2 separate regions of the Gossypium hirsutum genome follow, and region 1 is linked to region 2. The links are chromatin contacts, called in public Hi-C maps. All regions are on one chromosome and are shown on one strand. The core of a region is the stretch at or near the end of the contact, and the rest is flanking DNA. Distances in the headings are between cores, read along the strand shown.

Region 1 (5,383 bases), core at 594-3,093, 140 kb before region 2:
TAAAAACAATAAAAAGGCATTTTGGTTCCATTACAATACTAAAGACCTGTAAACTAAAGTGGCAGCACTGCCTAAAAAGAGAAAGCTTACTTGTACTGTTAGGACCAGTGGATAAAGTATGTATATCATAACAAGTCCACCAGGAATTTATCCTATCAGGTCATCTTATACATCCTACTGCTAAACTGTTAATAAACAGGATACACAGCCACCATTCAATAGGATCAAAAGCCACAGAAAATTTGTTTTAAAATTAATCCAAAAGACATGAGTAATAGACTTGAAATGCAGTTAAGATCAGATAATCCAAGGAGAGAAGAATATAATATATGCGGACTACTTGTTGAGGAACAGTCATGCTAAAATATAAATTAAGAAAGTTATAAGTTTAAATGCATGGTGCAATGGATGGACTTCTCACCTGCCATTCTGAAGCTTCAGAAAATCGACTTTGTCCAGAGATGGTATTGCAGTAGCAGATGAAGCAGCTGCAGTAAAAGTTTCAAAGGAAAATACAACACTTCAGAAGATAGATATCTTTTAAATTTCAATGGACCATACAAAGAGAAAATTTCAAAGTTGTTATAACATCCTACAAATGGAATCTACCCTGATAACCAAAAAGATAAATACAATGCCAATCCGATGAATGGTGACAACAAAAAGAAATTTAGTCTTTTATTTCATTTAACACACATATTGTTGTATTTGATATGAACCAAATAGAGAGACTTGAACGGACCGTTGCAGTAAAAAGTTCTTCGGTTAACAAAACCATTCTGATATTTCAGTAGTTTGCGCATTTGCATGGAGGAGTTGCTAGTCCATGCTAACTTCCCTCCATGAAAAGGAGGCAAGGCGCGCATATAAGGGACACAAATGTCCCTTTGATATTGGGTCCCGAACTGCCTATTCTGTTGGTAGAACTGTGCAATAAAAACATTTTGAACAACCTTCCCTGACAATGCTGCATGAAATTTGCAATTTTATCAGATTTACACAAGGGTAAACTCTTCATTAATAGCTCAGAGTCATCTACATCATTATCAATCTTCAACTCCAATCAGAACCCATAATTTTCACCAACTGTGTTCCTTTAACTTGCTTTAGTATTTAGTTAACCTCATCATTAACTATTATTATTCAATAAAATCAAAATTTTCATTCCTGTTAGTGTATCCATTCTTTTTTCTATTCATTTTTTTTTATTCACTTAAAAGTTCATATTCTTTTAACAGCCCACCCCAATAAATGGGAGAATAAAAAAAAAAGACAAGAAGAAGAAATGTGGCGGCCTCTAAGCAAGTATAAAAAAAGGGGAACTTAGGCAAAAGCAAGAATCACAAACCAGCCATCACTATTGAACTTATTTAACTATTAAGCAAATCAGAAGCAGGAACTCAATTATAATTCATTAATAATTATCAACAACAAATCCAAATTTAAAAAAAAGTTGAATATTTTAATCAAACCCAAATTTCAGAAACATAGTAAAGATTAATTCAATGACTAAACAAATGTAAGATATAAGGCATAAACTAACAAGGGTTCATCCATATTTACTCAAATAACAAGATAGCATCAAATTCCCATAAAAAATTATTAATCAAGAGATATGTAATTAACCAAAAGAAGAGAGCTTTTGTGTTAAAATAAGAGGGAAAATGAATGAAAAATTGAAAACTTTTTACCTGCCATTTGAAGAGGTGGAAGGTTTGATCAGAAAGAGAATAAAATCAATGGGCTGAGAAAAAGAGGAAGTGAAACAAAAATTGGGGGTGCTGAGGAAAGAAAGAGTAGCTGGGTAATCTCAGAAGCTGCCAGATGCCTGCCGAATTTTATATTTTTAAACGCATTGGACAGTTTACCCCTGGTGAATACAATAAGTTAATATACTATATAGTACTTAAGATTGTCTTTAATATTCAATTTAGTACTTAAAATTTTTTTATCTCAATTTAGTACCTAAGTTTGGATTCAATATTCAATTCGGTACTCAGACCAAATAACCTAATAGATGTTTGACACATGTACTTTAGTAAAAGAATAAAGGTATTTAACTGGAACAAAAAAGCTTAAGTATCAAATTGAAAAAGTTCGGGTACCAAAATGAACATTGAAGCTAAACTCTAGTACTCATTAGGACAAAAAACTCAAGTATCATATTATACATTAAATTCAAATTCAAGTACCAAATAATGTATTAACGCTAAGTTAATTACCAAGATTTTAATTTTTTTTATAAAGAAATTAAGGCCTTGTTTGATAAACCATTGAAAAAATTAAATCCATTGAAAATAATTTAACCTTTTTACACATGTTTAATAATCCAAAATAAAAACAATCTTATGAAATTCTATAAAAAATGTGAAAAATAATAATTAAATATTTATTACTTAATAGAAAATATTTTTAATTAATTTAATTTAATATTATATTATCTTATAAAAATTTACATTTAAAATTTAATTTTTTATTTAGAATAAAGAGAAATATTTAAAAATTAAAGTTAAAACGTAGAATTTTTAATAATTTAAATTTAAATTTAAATTTTTTAAAAAATATAATTAGATTTCGTAATAATTTGAAGTAATATATTAAATAATTTTATAACTTAAATTCAATATTTATTTTTTTAGCACTTAAATTTTTAATATTTATTCTTTTTAACACTTTATTTTTTAATTTATCAAACAACACGTAAATTAAAGAATTATTTTTTTAATACCAAAAGTAATTTTTTAATGATTAATGGAATCCTTATATTATTAAATAATATGTTTTTAATTAAAAATAAATTTATTTTCAATAAAATCTCATGGATCATAATCAGTTTTTTTATTGTGCTTAATAGTAATTCATTTATTTTAAATTTATTAAATAATTGATTAAAAATAAGCTTAAAATATTTAGAACATATTTAAGTTTAGAATATATTTAGGGATAATATAATTTTTCGCACTTGAACTTGTTAATTAAATTCATTTTGGTATTATACTTTTTTTGGTCCATTTTCACACTTTAACTTGACAATTAGATTCATTTTGGTTCTTGGACTTGAATAATATAAAAGTTCGATAATGTGACACTTTAAGATTGTGTCACATCATCACTTGAAAAATAAAAAATTTATAAAAGTTTTCAGGTGATGACGTGGTACAAACTCATAGTGTCACATTCAATGTTTTAATAACCGAATCAGTGGTTGAACGGGTTAGACTATCGATGCTTGATTAACCAATTTGATCAACTTGACCACCGGATCAACAAATTAAATAATTAATTAATTTTTCATAAAAATAAAAAAACTATTAAACCAGTCCAACCTGTTCAATTGTCAATTTCTATCCCAATTTTTGATTTTTACCAATTTCAAGTATTTCTTGAGTCAATCTTTTCAACCCATGTATTCGGACCATTATATCAATCAGTTCTCAGTCCATCTAATCCAGTCTTGTTCCAATAGTATTGGTCACATCATCAAATCTCCATAGATTCCACATTTAGGGATCAAATGTTTCAAGGATCAAATTGAACAAAAAAATGTATGAGTACTAAGAACAAAAAAATATATGAGTACTAAAGTGAACATAATTATCAAATTCAAAAACCAAAATTCACATTATCCCTAAAACTTATTATGCTTGTAAATAGAAAAGCATTTTAAAACTAATTAAATTCATTCTTAAAAAAATTAGAAGAATGAATAAAAAATAAAAATAAATAGAGAAATTAATATTTTCTTACAAAAAGATATCACTATTTATTTATATAATTTTATGTGGCAGAGTATATTATTTGTGAAATATAAAAAAATATTTTTTAAATTTTAATTATATATATAACCTTGTGAAAGAAAAAAAAAATTCTCCTAGAAGGGTGCTAAATAATATCTCTTTATGTAACTCCTTTTATATGATATATAAAATATCTCTTATTCCATGGAATATCCAAATTAATTCTAACATAAAAACAATTTGTCCCCCTCTTTTTTCTGTCTTTTCTCTACCAAAAATATCCTTTAGATAATTAATTTTTTTATATAAAAATATTTTTCCTTTTTAAAAAGAAAAAGACAAATGAGCAAAACCTAAAAACTAATAAAATTCAGTTGATTCAAGAATCAATATTAATTAATTGAACAAGATTTAAAAAATTAATTGAACCAAAGGCTAAATTAATTGAAATAGATTTTATAAGTTTTTAACAATTTTCTTTTCAAATTTTTAATATTTATTTAATTTAAATCTAATAGATTAGTTTAATCAATTTAACCATCGACCTATAAAATAGATTTTAAGCCTCCTTTAAAAATTAGAGTACTGGATTTAAATTTTTTTAAAAAAAATTTGGAGCCCATTACTATTTTTTGAATTAATGTATTATACTATTCTTTTTAAAGTATTATGAATTACTAAAAACTCTATCACACATATATGCGTATGAAAATCATGTATTTAGAATACGAATTTATGTTTAAAAATAACATATAATAAATAATGAAATGTATAATTTAAAACTAATTAATAATAGCATATGAAATATAAGTTCAAAGATGCATATTTTTTATTTTAAATAAAAACCTAAAGTGCCTACAAATAGTATAATTTATTGTTTAAAGTACCTACAAATAGTATATATTTTTTTTAGAGATATCAATTTTTTTCAATATCGAAAGGTGCTTTTACCAAAAAAAATAAACTAGAAGAAGGAACAAATGAATAAACTAAAATATTGAGCTAATTACGCCAATGACTTAGTGGCATACGTATGCGAGTTTCAAGTTAATTGACATAAAGTACAAAATTTGATCCTGTGTTTGTAAATCATTTCTCCAATTTCCGTTGTAATGTTTTTGTCTAATTTATTAAAAAAATCGAAGTATTGAAAACCACAACTAAAACGGAATCGTTTCAACAAACAAAAGTCAACCTAGTTGACGAGTGAAAGGTGCAATGCAGGTCGGCTTCAAAGTTCAAAAATCCTAGCAGAAAAAACCCATCCTCTTCTCTTAATTAAATTCTCAATTTTCACAGTATTAACAAATTTAGGAATTAGGGTTTTCTCTGAAATTTCATGAGAAATCCCCTCAAAATTCATGGAAGATGATCGAGATGGTGTTGAACGATCGTTTAGGGAAGAAGGTGTGCGTGAAGTGCAACGACGACGACACCATCGGAGACTTGAAAAAGCTGGTGGCGGCTCAAACCGGTACCCGAGCAGACAAGATACGAATCCAGAAACGGTATATGAAGTTGTGAATTTGGGTTTCTTTCTATTCCAAACTTAAATAAAAACACAGCAAGTTTAGAACAGCTATTATTAGCGACAAAACTAACAATCAATTATTACTAACATTAGTAACATCAGCTGCATTTACTTT
Region 2 (5,153 bases), core at 212-2,711:
TTTCAAAAAAAATCTAAACTTTAATCTTGGGTGATATGGACTTTAAGACACTAACTGGAACAGAGAGTTCGGCGGAGAGGTCGGAAGCGCTGTTGTTGGAAAAAACTGAGTCAGAACCCGGGAATGACTCGGAGTGAGCAGTCCAAATGCTGGGAAAAGCGGCGGCGTTGATGGCGGAATCAGCGGCGGAGAAACCAGCTTCGACATCCTCGTTAGGGAAGTCGAGGAGATCGTCTATGTGGTCGAAGAAGCTGCCGCAATCTATCTCGTCGATGAAGTTGGTTGGTCCAATCATGGTTTCTTTATGTTAATAATTTCTCTCTTAAGAAATTTATAAACCTGTCAAGAAAAGAAAATGTAAAATTTATTATTAATAATGTTAATTTTGCATGTGAATGTCTCTCTTTATTGAAAAGCGGGCACTGCTAAAATGATTGAGCCGTGTGGCGCATGTTAGCATATGAATTTTTTTGAAAAATACAATTTTGAAAATTGAAATTTCAAATTTGAGCAATTTTGAATTGAAATTTGGAAGTATTTGAGATTTTTTTTTAATACAAATTTGTTTTTATGTTCCAAAATTTTTTATTTTATTTGCTCAAATGGAAGGTGAAGTAAAAATTAAAATTTTCTAAGTTAGTGCAAGGTGGTCCAATGCTAGCTAAAATTTTTTTTTTTTAAGGTGGTGGGAGGATTATTGATTTTTAAAATTCTATTTTCAAAAGTGAACAAAAAAATGGAGGGATTATGAAGCAAACCTTTCGTTACTAAGTGAGCAAAACTTTTCTGGGGAAACAGGAGATAATTTTCCCGGAAAATGAAGAGAATTGTTCGAGAAACCTGCAACCAAAAAAAAAGTGAAATTGTTAGCACATAAAAGACTACAATGCTAGCTGAAATAAACTTTTTGAGCTAATGAAAACCACTTCTCAAAAATTCAGTTTCAATTCCTCTGTTTTCTCAGCTACCAAACAGGGTATCATTCATGGAAAAAGAAATGATTTTTGGACCCATAATTGAACACCATACTCCCTGCCGACACTAAAATTTCCAATGTAACAACAAACCCAATTTTAAAAACCAACAAAACTCACTGAAAATGTTAAACTGGGAGCTAAAAAGAATTCAAAAAATTCCCAATTTCCCACCAAAACAAGAACTCATTGAGAAACCCAACGTTCAAAAAGATCAAAACTTTCAACTCCAATGAAACAAGTTCCAAAAACCCAACTTCATATTGGTCCAAAATCAGTCATGTAAATGAGTAATAGTGTGAGCAAAGGCAATGAGGAGAGAAAATAATACCTTTGAAGAAGAAAGAGAGGAAAATTGAAGGGGAGAGAGAAAGGGAAACAAAGGATAAAAAGGAGAGGGAAGGGAGGATTTATGGTAGGTCAGCACTCAGCATCCTTTCCTTCATTGCTAGCTGTCTTTTACTCTTCTTTATGTCTTCATCTTCAAGGCTTCTCTCTCTTTTTATTACTCCTTTTGGGTCCCATCCTTTTTTTTTTTCTAGATTTTCAATTTTTTTCCACCCAAGGTTTTCAATTAAAAATTAAAAGATATCAAGAAAAAAAAATCAAATTTTGGGGTTTTTTACAAAATTTTAAAAAATAATTTGTTTGAATAAAATGGAGGCAAAAACGTGAACTTTATTAGAGCACTATTTACATATTTAATTACGAGTTCGTTTTGTTAGTACAATCATAAGAAAGGTTTTGAGTTTTAGTTTCATGAGTGAATTAAGAATCATAAGTTTACCTAAAATATTTATATTTCATGAATTTAAGAAAAATAGTTAATTATATATATTTTATAATAGGATAGTATTTAATAAATTATTAGTAAAAAATACGCTTCAACATATTTGAATCTACATCCTCTTATATTAATAATAATATTTATACTAATCGAATTAAGACTCGATCGATATTTGATTATTAAATTTAATTATAATAAACTTTGAAGTAAATTTCAGAATTAATTACCATTATTATTACATGTGAAGAAACGACCAACTTAATTTACCCCTTAATTTTTTAACTACCCTAAGTCAAAAGAAACAAGTAGCGCGTGTAAATAAGACTTGAATGGAAGTACACCGAATTTGGCTTGCGTGGCAAATTATCATTGGGACTGTTGACGTGGAAATAGAAAACTGCGCGTGGGGTTTGTTTTACTTGGAGTTTAAAATTCCCGTGTGGATTAGATTTGCCACCTATTTCCCATAAAAATACAACTTTTATTTTCTCTTTTGTCAATTAACCTAACGCGGTTTTTATATATACCCAAGATTTTTTTAAAACCAAGTAAATTAATTGGATATTTTATATTCTTTTTATTTTTGCTAAAATAATTATTTTTTATGGATTTGCTACTTCTTTTGGAGAAGTGTCGTTCGTTTGAATTTGGCCGAATTTCAACAAATCTATTATTGTTTCCTATGCAAGTTTTGTTTATTGACTCTATTGAGAACTTGAATAACTTAGCAAAGTAATTTTATCGAGAATTTGAAGAAGTAGCGAGTTTAGTAAATAAAAAATATCTCACTAAGTGTTTGAATAGGCAAACTGTGCCCACCATTGTGAACTCATGCCATGTAGCTTATAAGACGTTAATTGTTGTTTGAGCTAGTTATAGTGCATGGGTTTGAGTTCAACCGTGCACAATTGTGCATGGCTCAGTTTGTTCAGGCATCAAACAAGATGCTTCCACTTTATGAGTAAGATGCATCTTTAGGCTCTTACATCATTGATAAAATCACTCTATAAAACCGAATAAGATTTTAATAGAGTTGAGAAACAATTCCCAATTGGAGGACAATAACGATTTTACTGAAGGGTTTTTCGACTTTAAGTGAGTGATACTTTACAAATTTCTCTTAAAAGTATCTAAAAATCTCTCAAGACTTTTAAGTTAAAAAAGGGTTTTATTTTTCGAATTTTAGGAAAATTTGTTCTAATATAATTAATAGTTAGCAATTCGCAAATTAAAATTATTGAACTTAAATCCTTTTCTTTGAAAAATATAATCTTGCATATTTCTAATTTTTTGTTCTTTTACTTGGTGGCTCTTGAAAGTAGTATTGCATGTAAATTTTTAAAAAAATCTAATTATTCTCAAAATAGAAGCTTCACTTGTATAAAGTATAATAATTAATAATAAATGATGTTGCATTAAAGTTATTTGTTCATTTGATACTAATTAATTTTTTTATGAACAATTTAATATTGTCTTCCAATAAGTAATTAGTTTTAGTTAATAACGTAATTGTAATGCGTGTGTGCTGATAAATCTACTACAATAAATAAAAATTGATTGAAGTGATTGCATAGAATTCCATTTTATTAAATTTTATTAATTGCAACAAATTTATTTTCATGGGGATTAAATAATAAAGAGTTGACTTAATCATTTTTTTAACTTTTTTTAAGTGAATTATAAGAAAAGAATAAAAACTTAACAATAACATAATTAACGTAACTTAAACCCAAACCACAATTAAAATAGTAAATATCCTAATCATCGTACTAACTCACCATTTTTCTTTAGCTTTTCAAAACACGTTGAGATGCACCTTTGGTTCCATAAATTTAGACCAATCATGAATTTATTTATTTTTTATTTCTGAGTATAATAATAGAGACACATTTTTACTTTTAATTTATATATCAATGAGTTGTTTTCAGATATATCCCACATTTTTTTGGTATTCGATATTGACCACTAAATTTTGAAGTGGGATGGAACAACTTATTATTATCATAAATGCCTCCCATTGTAAGGTGTTTAAATTTCGATAAAATTTTAAATAAATTTAATAAAAAGTGGGGAAAAAGGGTTTCATTCATGACATGGAAAAACTCAAATTCTTTAGTTTGTGTTTTCTTTTTCTTTCAATAATCGAATTTAGAATTAGTGTTAATTGAGAATATAAGCACAATTTTTTTGTTACTTTATTTGTGATTTAATTGATAAAAGTAGATTTCATTGTTAATTTTAATTAAAATTTTCAGTTAATTTCTTTTTAATTTTCAAATTACATCTTTTAAAATAATTTGAGTATTGAATGACATTACAATTTCAAAATATTGATTTAAATTTGAATTTTAAAAATAACATAATTAGAAGGGAAAATCATAAACTTAAAAAAATTAATTTTTATAATTCATCAAACAAACATGAAAAATATTTATTTATTTTTTTAAAATAAAAATAAATGATGAGAAATTAATTAGAGGTCTGTAATTGAATACATTCATCAAGGCACCTTGTAAAATCTTGACTGTATAATTTAATGTATTTATAAAGTTATGATTTTTGGACAATGATTTTGGGTCCCCTTCCACTAACTATTAATTATAGTCTCTCCTTTTAGTAGAGGAAGAAAGAAGGAAAAATTTTAATAGAATTCGGGGCATTCTTACAAAATAATTTTACTTTTTGCCTTTTTTTTATTTTTTATTTTTCTATTCTTTTACTACATTTATTTTACTTCAACTTCAACTTTTTCTCTATAAAAGATTAAGGGCTAAATTGACAACAGATGAAATGCAAAGAGCTAAATTTAAAATTAAACCTTTTTTTTCAAAGTATAATTACATGTAATATTGGCAAATGTGAAATATTTCCTTCTTTTTTTTTTTTCAATGTTACCCTACGACACCTAATGTAAATTAATTTTTTTATTATTTCCTCCCATGTTTCCCCCACTCTATGGATGGGAACCACAGGTTGTTCAAAATTGGAAAGTGGCATTACCATCAAATAAAGGATACTAAATTTAGGATTAAACATATTTTAAAAAGATTTTTTTGGGTAAAAAAAAAAAGAAAAAAGTTTTGATTTTTTAATTAGATATTATTAAAAGGTTAATAAAAAGAGAGTGCAAAAACATGGTTGGAGGGGTATTAGGGTGTAGAAGAAATGATGAACCTCACTCACTCCATATCTCCTTTCACTCTTTTAATTAACTTCATTTCTACTCTTTGCATCAATTCCTTCTAAAATACTCACTCCTTTTTTATTTCCATAGAAAATTTTGCTATAATATTTTTAGAAATAACTCAAAAATTTTTTATTATTTTTTTAAAAATATATAACTTGGGTTGCACTCTTTGGATCACTTTCTTGTAAAAGACTTCTCCCCTTCT

What was found. A called contact is a pair of places that touch in the nucleus more often than the background predicts.
Region 1: a contact with region 2 is called in a Hi-C map of leaf, with 5 times the contacts expected there. The contact joins the promoter of LOC121207724 here to the promoter of LOC121207720 in region 2. A contact is called at or near these places in 18 of 34 Hi-C or Micro-C datasets (anther, callus, fibers and 4 more).

Annotation. Positions count from the first base shown.
Region 1 is chrA10:111,517,697-111,523,079 of Gossypium_hirsutum_v2.1, reverse strand. LOC121207724 (phosphomannomutase/phosphoglucomutase) reads right to left here and starts at 1,843. Exons shown (of 17, transcript XM_041078093.1): 1 at 1,692-1,843; 2 at 422-488. The coding sequence starts at 1,698. It overlaps LOC121207722 (a long non-coding RNA gene), which reads left to right and starts at 4,932. Exons shown (of 2, transcript XR_005902841.1): 1 at 4,932-5,245; 2 at 5,362-5,383.
Region 2 is chrA10:111,378,663-111,383,815 of Gossypium_hirsutum_v2.1, reverse strand. It overlaps LOC121207720 (GATA transcription factor 8), which reads right to left and starts at 1,461. Exons shown (of 4, transcript XM_041078089.1): 1 at 1,306-1,461; 2 at 759-840; 3 at 56-339. The coding sequence starts at 295.